Regions from separate parts of the Mus musculus genome. Here region 1 is linked to region 2. The links are chromatin contacts, called in public Hi-C maps. All regions are on one chromosome and are shown on one strand. Each heading gives the region's core, a stretch centred on a gene start, on an enhancer-like site or on the middle of the called end of the contact. The rest is flanking DNA. Distances are from core to core; before and after follow the strand shown. Region 1 has its middle 210 kb from the start of Gm24317. Region 2 overlaps Gm29883 (a long non-coding RNA gene).

Region 1 (5,572 bases), core at 20-2,519, 270 kb after region 2:
CACTATAACAGATTCATGAGTGTTAGGTATTTACACCATTGTACTTCTTTGGAATGCATTGTAAATGCACAAAGTGATGGAGAAAAGAGATTTCAGTATCCAGGAGAGCAAGCTTTAAGAGTTGTATCACTGACTGACAAGTCCTGCTTTCACTGTAGTGTGGTACCCACCCCTGCTCCATCCTTCAGAATATAATGTTAAGTATAGCTCCCCTAACACCCAATTCACCCAGTCTAGGGAGTGAGACAGACACCTCAATTGCAATCAATTGCAACCAACATAGGGGTTGTGATGCAGTGAAATTGGTACACAAAGAAGGAGATTGTTAATCTGAGCCATAATGTAGATACAAGAACAAAAGAGAGCTAATTTTTTTTTATGAAATGGGAGAGTTAACACCTGTAGAATGTATAAGAACTTCACAATCATGTTTTAAAGTGAGAAATCAGCAAGTCAGGAGCATCCCAACTCTAGAATATAGAATAGAATTCAGCAGGCAGCACAGACTGTATTCAAACCCATCGCAGTTATAAATCACAACCCCTCTAGTTTCTAGCTATTCTATCCAATAACATTAACTAGCCTGTCCACAATGGAGCTTGTTCACCCACACAACAGAGGTATAAATAGGACCCTTTTACAGCTATTCTAAAGATTAAATAAGTTAAATATATACAAACTGCATAGAACAAAGTGTGGTACATGGCAATAAATCAAAACATTGTGCCAGGCTGTGTTTATAGATTGTATGAGCTTTTTAGAACTGCCATAACAAAGCACCGTGTGCTGAGTGGTTGTCGCCATAGAAACCCATGTCCTCACAGTGCTAAAAGTCAAAGATTAATGTGTTGGTTTAGCTTCTTCTGGGACTCTCCTCTCTTCTTTTTGTTGAAAGACAGCCTCCTTCTCCCTCAGTCCTCATGTAGTTATCCTTCTGTTTCTGTCTAATTTCCTCTTCCTGTAAGGATCCATCCTATTGATCTCATTCTCCCTTAATACCCTTGTCACAAATACCAGCTCCAAACACACTCACATTCAGAGATTTGAGAGAATAGAATTTTTACACATGAATTCTAACAGAACATGATTCAGCTAATCAAAAGCACACCGGAGACACTGGCAGAGTATGTAGCTTGGCACTCTGAAAGGTTTATTTTGTTCCTTTATTTTGGTGAGATTTGTTTTAAGCAATCCATCTAAAATCAGAACCCAATGACTTGTTCCTCCTGGCATGCTCTCTGCCAATATCATAGCTGTGCTCCTTCAAGGCTGAATCCAAGAAGAGGGAGGAGATGTCGGCAGTGTGGGGGTGTAAGAGTTGGCTTAGCCCAGGGACGATGGAGGGGGTAAAAAGGAAGCTTTCAGACAAGAAAATGCTGTCTTCTTCAACTGCAGTTTGCACTTTCAAAGATGACTCCCTTATCTCTGTAAATAGGGCTTTTGAATTACTCAGGTGTGTGAGCAGGACATAGATAAAGATACAGTATTTTTTTTTTTTTTTTGTCATTTAAAAATAAGGTCTGGAGTGATGGATTGATCAGTGCAAGCTGTGATAGTATGAGGCCCTGAATGCAGATCATTAGCCCCTACACCGAAATGCAGGCATGGCAATATATACCTGCAACCACTGTAGTCAGGAGAATCTGCAAGGTTTGCTGGCCAGGCAATCTAGTCAAATCAGTGGTCTCCAGTTCAAGAACTCAAAATTAATGAGGCAGAGAACAATTGAGCAAGACATGCAACATAACCTTGTTCCCACCACGGAAATGCACACACACAAAGTATACCTACAAGCACACGTGCACACACAACACCATTCTCTACACAAATATTATATTGTGTAAATATTACATTGCTGTATACCAGAGCTAAGTTTGTAAAAAGCTTTCCAGACAATTCAGGTTTGGAATTCATCTTGGAAGTGATAGGAAATGACTTATATTTCTAAATAGAAATTTAATAAAGTCTAATTTTGGAGAATTGTAGTCTCAGAATTACAGAGCAGGAAGTGATTGGAAAAGAAAATGTGATGGCAGAAAGGCACAGCATGGGCCACTGCATCCACAATAAAGCAAAGACCACAGAAGAGAAAAGAACCGTTCAATTAAGGATTGTGCCAGAATTGCTGCCCATAGATTGGCAGATAGGAAGAGCATATTTGGAAGATTATTACTTCTTTATTATTAATCTTAGAAGCAATATTCCAAACCAGGAAAATAGAGGAGGGGGGAGACAAAACCAGTAATGCAAACTGAGGTAAAAGCAGCGAGCAAGGTAGGGGACCCAGCAGAGATAGGGCAGGATGGAAAAACAAAACAAATGAAAACTCTCAAAAAGCACAACAACAATAACAAAAGGCTAGGGAGGTTGTTATAAAGACAGAGCAGGACAGTTTATACCCATCACGAGAAGCTAGGTAGCACCTACCACATACACCTCGCTCTCCTTCATCATATATTTCTAAATGAGTACCAAGTACTGTATTCTTTCTGGCTTCTGATGTAGCTTCAGGGTTGCTTACTTATCGTGGGGTCAGTAGCCTGATGACTGAAGTTCAATGTGTCCTCCATACCCAGCTTTCTGGTTGGATTTTTGCATTTTCTAACAGGCATACAAGATAAAATGAAAGGCTTACGTATTTTGCCCTCTTCCACACATGTGAAGCAAGAGCACAGATAGATTGAAGATGATTGAATCTGGGCACAGGAGGTTGAGGGGAGAGCCAAGCTGGCTTTAACCCTTGTTCATCCCACCTGAGCATGGTTGCCCAGGACGTCACTGCAGAGTGAGAAATGCCTGTGTTCTATTAACAGCATATTGTCTCAGCCTTTTGGCAGTGGGAACTGGCAGTTCTAACCGTACACCTGTCACTTCAACTCTCCTGTCATGTTTGCCTTGTTTCCTCTTTTTATTTTTCTCTTGCCAGTAACTAGGGTTTGTTGGAGTAGTAACTGAATTATGGATTTGTGTGTAGGAACAAGCTATATTAAACTCTCTTATCAATAGATCACATGCCTCAAACTTTAACTGAATTCTACAAGAAATCCAACCTTCTCCATTGTTCTAGAAGCAAACCAGGAGGAATTGGGCGCAGACAACCTACAAGGAGCTGACTTCTGTCACGCATCTGAGTCAGCTCCAAGCAGGGATAATGATGGTCCCTGATTGGGGAGGATGGAAGGTGCATATAAAATGGAGTGAAATTATATGGGTCTGTTAAATGTCAGGACGAGATTGAGTCATAACAGAGCCACAGAAGCCATTGTGTCAGCTCGGCAGGGGTCAGGTGGGAAGAGTATTTCTGCTAACCAGCAGCAGCTGTTTACCTCAAGTTGCTCTTTCCTAATCATTTCAAGCATCTTTTAGAGAATTAAAATTTATGAACTGAATCTAACAGATCATATTGCTAAAAACATCAAATCCACAAGTTATTATTTGTTCCAGATACAGGAAGTTGGTGATAGACCAGCCTGAGTCCATCTTAAGATTTGAAGCCATCTAGTTGCAAGGTCAAAATAAGTCTATTCATTTTTTTTTTCTGTAAAACTTGAATTTGACCACATCTTAACCAATTTCCTGGAATTTGACCTGTTCAACATCATATACTTTGTACCATCACTTCTACCTTGATAAAACTGATGCTCTGCAAATAATTTTGAGATGTTCAGCCAGATTTCTATGTAACCAAAAAAAATCTCTCAACTCTTTGAAATCCCCTAGTCTTGTGGGCTTTTTAAAGCTATAAGAACCCCACTGTCTCCTGTGTTCATGGTCATTGCCTCAAGCCCACTTTAAGGAGTCAGCCCTGTATAATAGAAAACAAAGCTTGCTTAAGTTGACCTAAAACTGGGGTGATGTCCTCATTCTCATTTGGTGGGACTGGAGCTGATGGGATCTCATTGGTGGGAAAACTGTTGGACATGGCGCTTTTCAAGTTTGTGTGTGTGTGTGTGTGTGTGTGTGTGTGTGTGTGTGTGTGTGTGTATGATCTATAGTTAATGATGGTCTTTAATTCATGATACAATCTGATTAAAAAGTCACGTTCTCAGTTAAAACTGTGGAAGTATTAACTTAGCAAAGATTATATTTTGTCTTATTGCGTGGTTTTGGAAAAGATTAACTTTTGAGAAGTATTTTTATTGCAAAATTCACAGTTTGCTCTTTATATCAAAAAGACAAGACACTAAAAACCAGTAATGTATGCCTGAGGATTTTGTCTGCCTATTCTTGTTATTTTTTTACAACTAAACATGGTAAAAAAATTTTAGAATTATGAAGCAAATATTTATAACCCTCTCTCTACTACAAATTGGTAAATCCATAAAAGAAGAACTTCGATAGAACAAATAATTAGCATTTCTGGGATGAGTTGGCTATAGATGGTGTACAAGCACAAATGTTGTAAAGATATCAGTCACTAGTTAGAGCAGGTGCAGGGAGAGAGAAGGACAGAAGAGAGTGAACGAAAAAGTTGGTGAATCCTTTCCACATACTATATTTGCCTTTCCATGTTTGGGATACCTCACTTAAGATGATTTTATTTTCTAGTTCCATGTTTATGTGTTAATTTCATGAAGTTATTTTTAAATGTCTGAGTAATGTTCCATAGTTTAAACGTACCATATTTTCTTTATCTATTCTTCTAATGAATGATATCTAGATTGTTTCCAATTTCATGTTATAATTAAAGATAGGACATTTAGTTAGTCCCTACAATGTTAGCTGGAGTCTAGCTAGAATCATATGAACTAAATTATATTGTAAGCCAGCCTAGCTTGTGGTAGAATGACTCAGCTGGTAAAATCAATTAGGAATGGGAGAACAATAGATGAGCCAAAAATGCCAAATAGATTTGAGCTTCCTCAATGGTCCATAAAAGCAATGCCTAAGAGTAGCTTTGTAACATTTAATGGTCCTGTGAGACAGATGGCTTCTTGCATGCAGGAATGACACCTGGATTTGCCTAACTGCAGAGATCATCATGCCACTGAACTATCTTTTTGTGAGATGTTGTCTCCTGTAAGCTGTGTAGGTTGCAGTACTAGGTGCTGTGTAGTTTCTATTAGTAATCCTTCTCTTGGTGCTACCCTTCTAGCAAACTATGTCCTCTAGATGGTTTGAGAATAAATTGTTCCCAAAGTAGTCTTGGGAAGCCTTGTGTGTGTGGGTACTTGGTTAAACTTCGAAGACACTTTGTTTCTCCCTTCCTTCTCTCTCACATTGCCCTCTTACTCTACTCCCAACTTGACCCTCCCATTACAGTCTATGCCTTCCATCCATATCTGTCTATGCTATTTCTGTTTCCTGACAAGATCTATCTGTTGCTTCCACTTGCTAGTTTGTATCTATTCTCTATGGCTCTAAGAATTGTAGTTTGCTTGCTATTGACTTAACAGCCAATATCCACATATAAGAGAATATCCACATACTATATTTGCCTTTGCATGTTTGGGATACCTCACTTAAGATGATTTTATTTTCTAGTTCCATGTTTATCTGTTAATTTCATGAAGTTATTTTTAAATGTCTGAGTAATGTTCCATAGTTTAAACATACCATATTTTCTTTCTTC
Region 2 (5,507 bases), core at 2,006-4,505:
TGCAGGAATGAAATAAAAATCCATTTCAACTTTAAGCAAGTAAATCATGTATTCACATGGTTGTTTTGTTTTTTTTTAGAAGTTTGTCATAATAGACAATACTCCCAGACACATTAGAATATTTAACTGGAGAATAAAAGCATTTGTGTATTCTTGAGCACCTAAGAAGAAGATGGAGGTGGGGGTGGAACCCTTCCTTTTGTGTCTAAGAAAATGCATGTATCTAGTCATTCATAGATGGTAGCAAAAATCTAAAGATCCTGTCTGCTACGGTGACTGGGAGACCCATCAGTTCACCAACAGAATCTCTTTCTAGGGCTCATCTGTGACGTTTATAAAGACTGGCTTATTTTTAAAAATCCAGTGCTGAAGTGAGCAGAGATGCCATATGGTTGATATCTCACAAACAGAAGACTATTGGTGGGAAATACGTGAGCAAAGAATCTTAGGGACTGTGACACATGGCGACTAGTGGGATACACACTTTGGTGTGGAAAGATGAGCATTAGTGAACTCTTCGGTCTGGTAATGAACTACAACTTGCCATGCTGCATCAAAGCTCACTAAGCCAGAGACAAGAAACTCAGAAACACAGAGTATTAGCAATGATGTTACAAAACCAGGAGGGGCAGAAACTCAAACATTCATCGAAACCTCACTTACTCCTTGACCATTGTACCATGCACTGCAGGGAACCAGGGCACATCCACCAATACATTCCAATGGCCCCGTAACACATCAGAGGCTTATAGTCACAGCGCAGGGCTGAACATCCTCAAGTTGTGTCATCAGCTCAACATCATATCCTCTTGCCTTCAGCTGTCACCATCCTTGGCCACAAAGGGGAGCCAGTTACCATGCAATTGATCTGCTGCCCTCATGATAACCCAAGGGAACAGAGTTCATTTCACCTTGCTTTGAGATAAGGAAACTGAGGCTCTGAGAAACCCACGCCAATGAAGGTGGGTGGCTGAGCTATAACTCAAGCTTAGGTCTGTTAGAAATGAAGTCTTTTCTGGAAAGAGTCACTGTTGTGGCTGCTGCTTACACAATCGATTCAGAAGCCTCCAGATCCAGCACTGCCTGACCCGTCTCTTCAGAAAAGTGTGCGTGGCTTTCTGCATGGTGACCTTGCCATGATCTACGGCTATTCTGCTGTCTCACAGATGTTACTCATTCTTTCTCTCCATAGCACCACTCATGGGAGTCATCTCAAGATGATTGCTTCTATTCCCAGTGGATGTGCCCTTTTCCAAACCTGGGAATCTGCAGTCACAACACTTTGTCTACATTTTTTTTAGTCAAGAACTTTGATAGCACTAGGCTCACATCATGAACAATGATGGAGTGAACAGGATGTGAATTTGGCTGTTGTGCTGTTCTTTCTTCTTTGTCTTGGCTCACACTGCAGGATTTAAATCACATGGCTATATTGACAAAAGTGGCATGACAACCATGGCTATAGCATGATTGGTACCTTGAAGATGCTGGCACAACACTTCCACAAAGCTTGCACAAAACTTTCCCTGCAGCCACACCCACCCGGACCAAAGGGGAAGTATTTGCTCCTATGGCCTAGCAAGGGACTCTTATGTTCAGAGCAAAACAAATCATGCTTTCACTGGTATAAGCGTAGCATAGAGGTCTGCTATGGTTGGTTTGTGGTTGTGTATGAGGAGGTCACCGTGTGAGTGGAAGCCAGGCAGGCTGAGATACAGAAGCATCAGAACCAGACAGTCACTGGCAAATGTAACAGTGCACTGACAAGACAGAGAAAAACCTCAGAGCAGGCAAGGGATCAGGGTGACAGCCAAGATTGCAGCCATAGCACTGACAGTGTTAGTGCGAGAAGCGTTAGAAGCCTGAGGTCCAAAGGTCTGGGACACCCTTGGACCTGGAGTGGTAACCTGGTCTCTCCCTCTCCCTCTGTCCCTCTCCCTCTGTCCCTCTGCCTCCCCTCCCCCTCCCCCTCCCCCTCTCCCTCAAGGTCTTGGAAACCTTGACACCGTACACTTGGGAGTTGTAATGAAAGAACTGTCAAGAGCTGTGGAATTAATTCTACATGGGCAGCACTCCTGCTGCAGACATGATTTCTATAGTGGGAGAAGAAAGGACACTACTGCCATCTGATTAGTAACACTTAGAGTAAAGCTAGGAGTAAGTGTGTATCACATCTGATTAGTAACACTTAGAGTAAAGCTAGGAGTAAGTGTGTATCACATCTGATTAGTAACACTTAGAGTAAAGCTAGGAGTAAGTGTGTATCACATCTGATTAGTAACACTTAGAGTAAAGCTAGGAGTAAGTGTGTATCACATCTGATTAGTAACACTTAGAGTAAAGCTAGGAGTAAGTGTGCATCACATCTGATTAGTAACACTTAGAGTAAAGCTAGGAGTAAGTGTGCATCACATCTGATTAGTAACACTTAGAGTAAAGCTAGGAGTAAATGTGCATCACATCTGATTAGTAACACTTAGAGTAAAGCTAGGAGTAAATGTGCATCACATCTGATTAGTAACACTTAGAGTAAAGCTAGGAGTAAGTGTGCATCACATCTGATTAGTAACACTTAGAGTAAAGCTAGGAGTAAGTGTGTATCACATCTGATTAGTAACACTTAGAGTAAAGCTAGGAGTAAGTGTGCATCACATCTGATTAGTAACACTTAGAGTAAAGCTAGGAGTAAGTGTGCATCACATCTGATTAGTAACACTTAGAGTAAAGCTAGGAGTAAATGTGCATCACATCTGATTAGTAACACTTAGAGTAAAGCTAGGAGTAAATGTGCATCACATCTGATTAGTAACACTTAGAGTAAAGCTAGGAGTAAATGTGCATCACATCTGATTAGTAACACTTAGAGTAAAGCTAGGAGTAAGTGTGCATCACATCTGATTAGTAACACTTAGAGTAAAGCTAGGAGTAAGTGTGCATCACATCTGATTAGTAACACTTAGAGTAAAGCTAGGAGTAAGTGTGCATCACATCTGATTAGTAACACTTAGAGTAAAGCTAGGAGTAAGTGTGCATCACAAACTTTGATTTTTGTTCCCTTGACCTGAGTATCAGGTTTTCAAGAAATGCCAGAAAAAAATTGTGAGGGGTTGGTTTACCGCCCACCCCACCCCCAGAGACCATTAGTGCTGAGAAATAGGCTGCAGGTAGCAAATTTCTTTGTGGAGATTCTGTGTTATTCCCTTCTGTACAGCAGGTCTGTATTAATTTCTTATTTCTAGGATCTGGGTCAAATTGTAGGTCTGGAAAAATGCCAAATAGCTCTATACAGGAATGAAACCAATCAAAGGTTATCAAATGATACCGAGAAAAGGTGCATATAAATTATAATTATAATCATTTTCTGTCTATCATGTAAACCAGTTAGAATTTTGCTACTCTCCTGTGTTCTTCTCTTGCTTCTTAGATTTTATATTTTGAAATATTTATTTTAATCAGACTTCAGAAGAGACCTTTGTACTCAGCTATGTTCCTGTTCAAGTTTCATTCTCAAGAGAGAGGAGTGAAAGGTCACAGATCAGCATGGAGATTTCACAGAGGTTCTTAGGCTCATGACCCAGTTCTGTTGCTGCTCAGATTTCTAAACCCTATTTGGATCTCAGCCAATGTCACTTCAAAGCCACCTTTCCCCTTGGCACAGTGATATCAGGGCCTGATGGTGTGGATTCAGCTCAAGGGTGCTGGCACACAGGCACATTGGAAGGGACCGCAGGTGCTTTCAAGGCTCAGAAAAATAACTTAATTCAAGATAGTGTTTTGGTTTTTAGAATTTTTTTTTTTTCTGAGTGAATCAGGTACTGTGAATCAGGCCCAGAGCTTTGCACAGTCTAAGTAAATACCGTACTTACAGCTGAGCTATGTGCCCCAGCTTTCAATTGTGAAAAGGGGTTTATTTTAACTCAAAAATTAATCATGTAAAACATTAAAGTTTGTTCTCTGTAATGGTTCTGTGATGGCCTACGTTTGCCTCAATATCTCCACTAGAAACATTTGAGGCAACTGGAACTTTGACTATATTCGATTCTGCTTGCAGTTAAAGCTTTAATAGTCCCATACACAAAGGTATTGTTTTCACATTGCAAAGTTAAAAGCAGTTTCTGGCCAGGTGGGATGGCACCTACGCTTGGCAGTCAAGGATGAAGGACAAGACAAGCTTGGGCTCCACAAAGAAATCTGTCTTAACAAACCAAAATTAAGGAAAAACGAGTAGTAGTTTTTACAATGGAGGTGAAGTTGCATCTTATGAGTAAGTGGGAAATCCTTTCCATGACTCTTTACGTGCACTTCAAAGCTCTGCAGTCTAGACACAGTAAGGAGAAAAGGGAAAACAAGAGACTCCTTCAGTGACCAGTGTGTTTGGATGAGGTTAACCAGGCTCTAGGAGGCAGGGACTAAGAAGTGTTTCACTCAGAGAAGAAATGGGAAGTACAGGGAATGGAAAAGAAGAGTGTCTTAGTTACTGTTTTGTTGCTGTGAAGAGGTGCTTTGACGGAGGCAACTTAGCATTTAATGGGTGCCCTGCATACAGTTTTAGAAGGTGAGTCCATGACCATCATTGTGAGAAGCATGGCAGCAGGCAGCCATGGTGCTGGAGCAGTAGCTAAGGACTCAGATCTGATGCACAGGTTGTAGGCAGAGGGGCACAGCCTGAACCTGGGCAGGGCCTTTTGAAACTTTGAAGCCCATTCCCCTCAGTGGCTCACCTCCCCCAACAAGGTCAAATGTTCAAATTCTTGCCAAAATGGTTCTATGCACTGGAACCATGCTGGGACCAAGCACTTAAATATATGAATCTATGGAGGCCATTCTCAAACCACCATAGACAGTTAGGGGTGCAAGAGAGGCACTGGAGTAGATATTTGGAATTACAAGAGAAAGGAGAAAGGGAAGAGCATGTATAAGAAGAACAAGATCACAGTGTAGAACAAGGGAGTAACAGAGTAAGGTTGCATATCACACATCTGTAACCAGGTACTCAGCAAGATCGTGTTTCATAAAATCCAGCATCAGCACCCTTGGCACTGTGCCCAGCAATCGCATTCATCACACTTTTCTCTACTATCAACTTTACTTAAAATATTTCCAGTGAAATTTAAATTGCTTCACTGGACACTTTTAAGTTTATTGCAACAGCATAGAATCAAAGTTTTGGCAAATTCCTCCATCTTTAGTGAGTTGCTTCTGATTGTAATGTCCAGCCTATCCATAGGTACCTGTTGAATCCTTCAGCCATTAGAGGAAATGTGTGTGGACAGATTTGAGAAGTTGGAATGCCGATCTGTCCAATTTGCAGACAACTGGAACAGTGCTAGAAAAAAGAGGAGTTGGGGCGGGGCTGTTTCTCCCTGAGATTGGTTATGACCAGAGAACCAGGGATTCCAGCATGTTCCTATAAACCCTGGATGTGCCCTTTCCCCGCAAATACGCCTTGCTCATCACAATCCTTCATACTTAGATGTGGTATAGATGCTGTTTTACATTTGGAATCT

Evidence for each region. A called contact is a pair of places that touch in the nucleus more often than the background predicts.
Region 1: a contact with region 2 is called in a Hi-C map of cerebellar granule neurons, with 2.6 times the contacts expected there. The contact joins two enhancer-like sites. A contact is called at or near these places in 2 of 484 Hi-C or Micro-C datasets (cerebellar granule neurons and cerebellum).

What each region holds. Positions count from the first base shown.
Region 1 is chr4:15,593,437-15,599,008 of GRCm38.p6, forward strand. No RefSeq gene overlaps it. Among named protein-coding and RNA genes, the nearest start is that of Gm24317, 210 kb to the left of the region's middle. Within about 2 kb of position 1,270, at least 19 of the 459 cell types and tissues checked have an H3K27ac peak or open chromatin away from gene starts, as enhancers often do. A contact at or near this core is called in cerebellar granule neurons and cerebellum, where this site is marked.
Region 2 is chr4:15,318,301-15,323,807 of GRCm38.p6, forward strand. The region is part of intron 3 of Gm29883 (a long non-coding RNA gene); the gene reads left to right. Among named protein-coding and RNA genes, the nearest start is that of Gm29829, 3.6 kb to the left of the region's middle. Within about 2 kb of position 3,256, at least 4 of the 459 cell types and tissues checked have an H3K27ac peak or open chromatin away from gene starts, as enhancers often do. A contact at or near this core is called in cerebellar granule neurons and cerebellum, where this site is marked.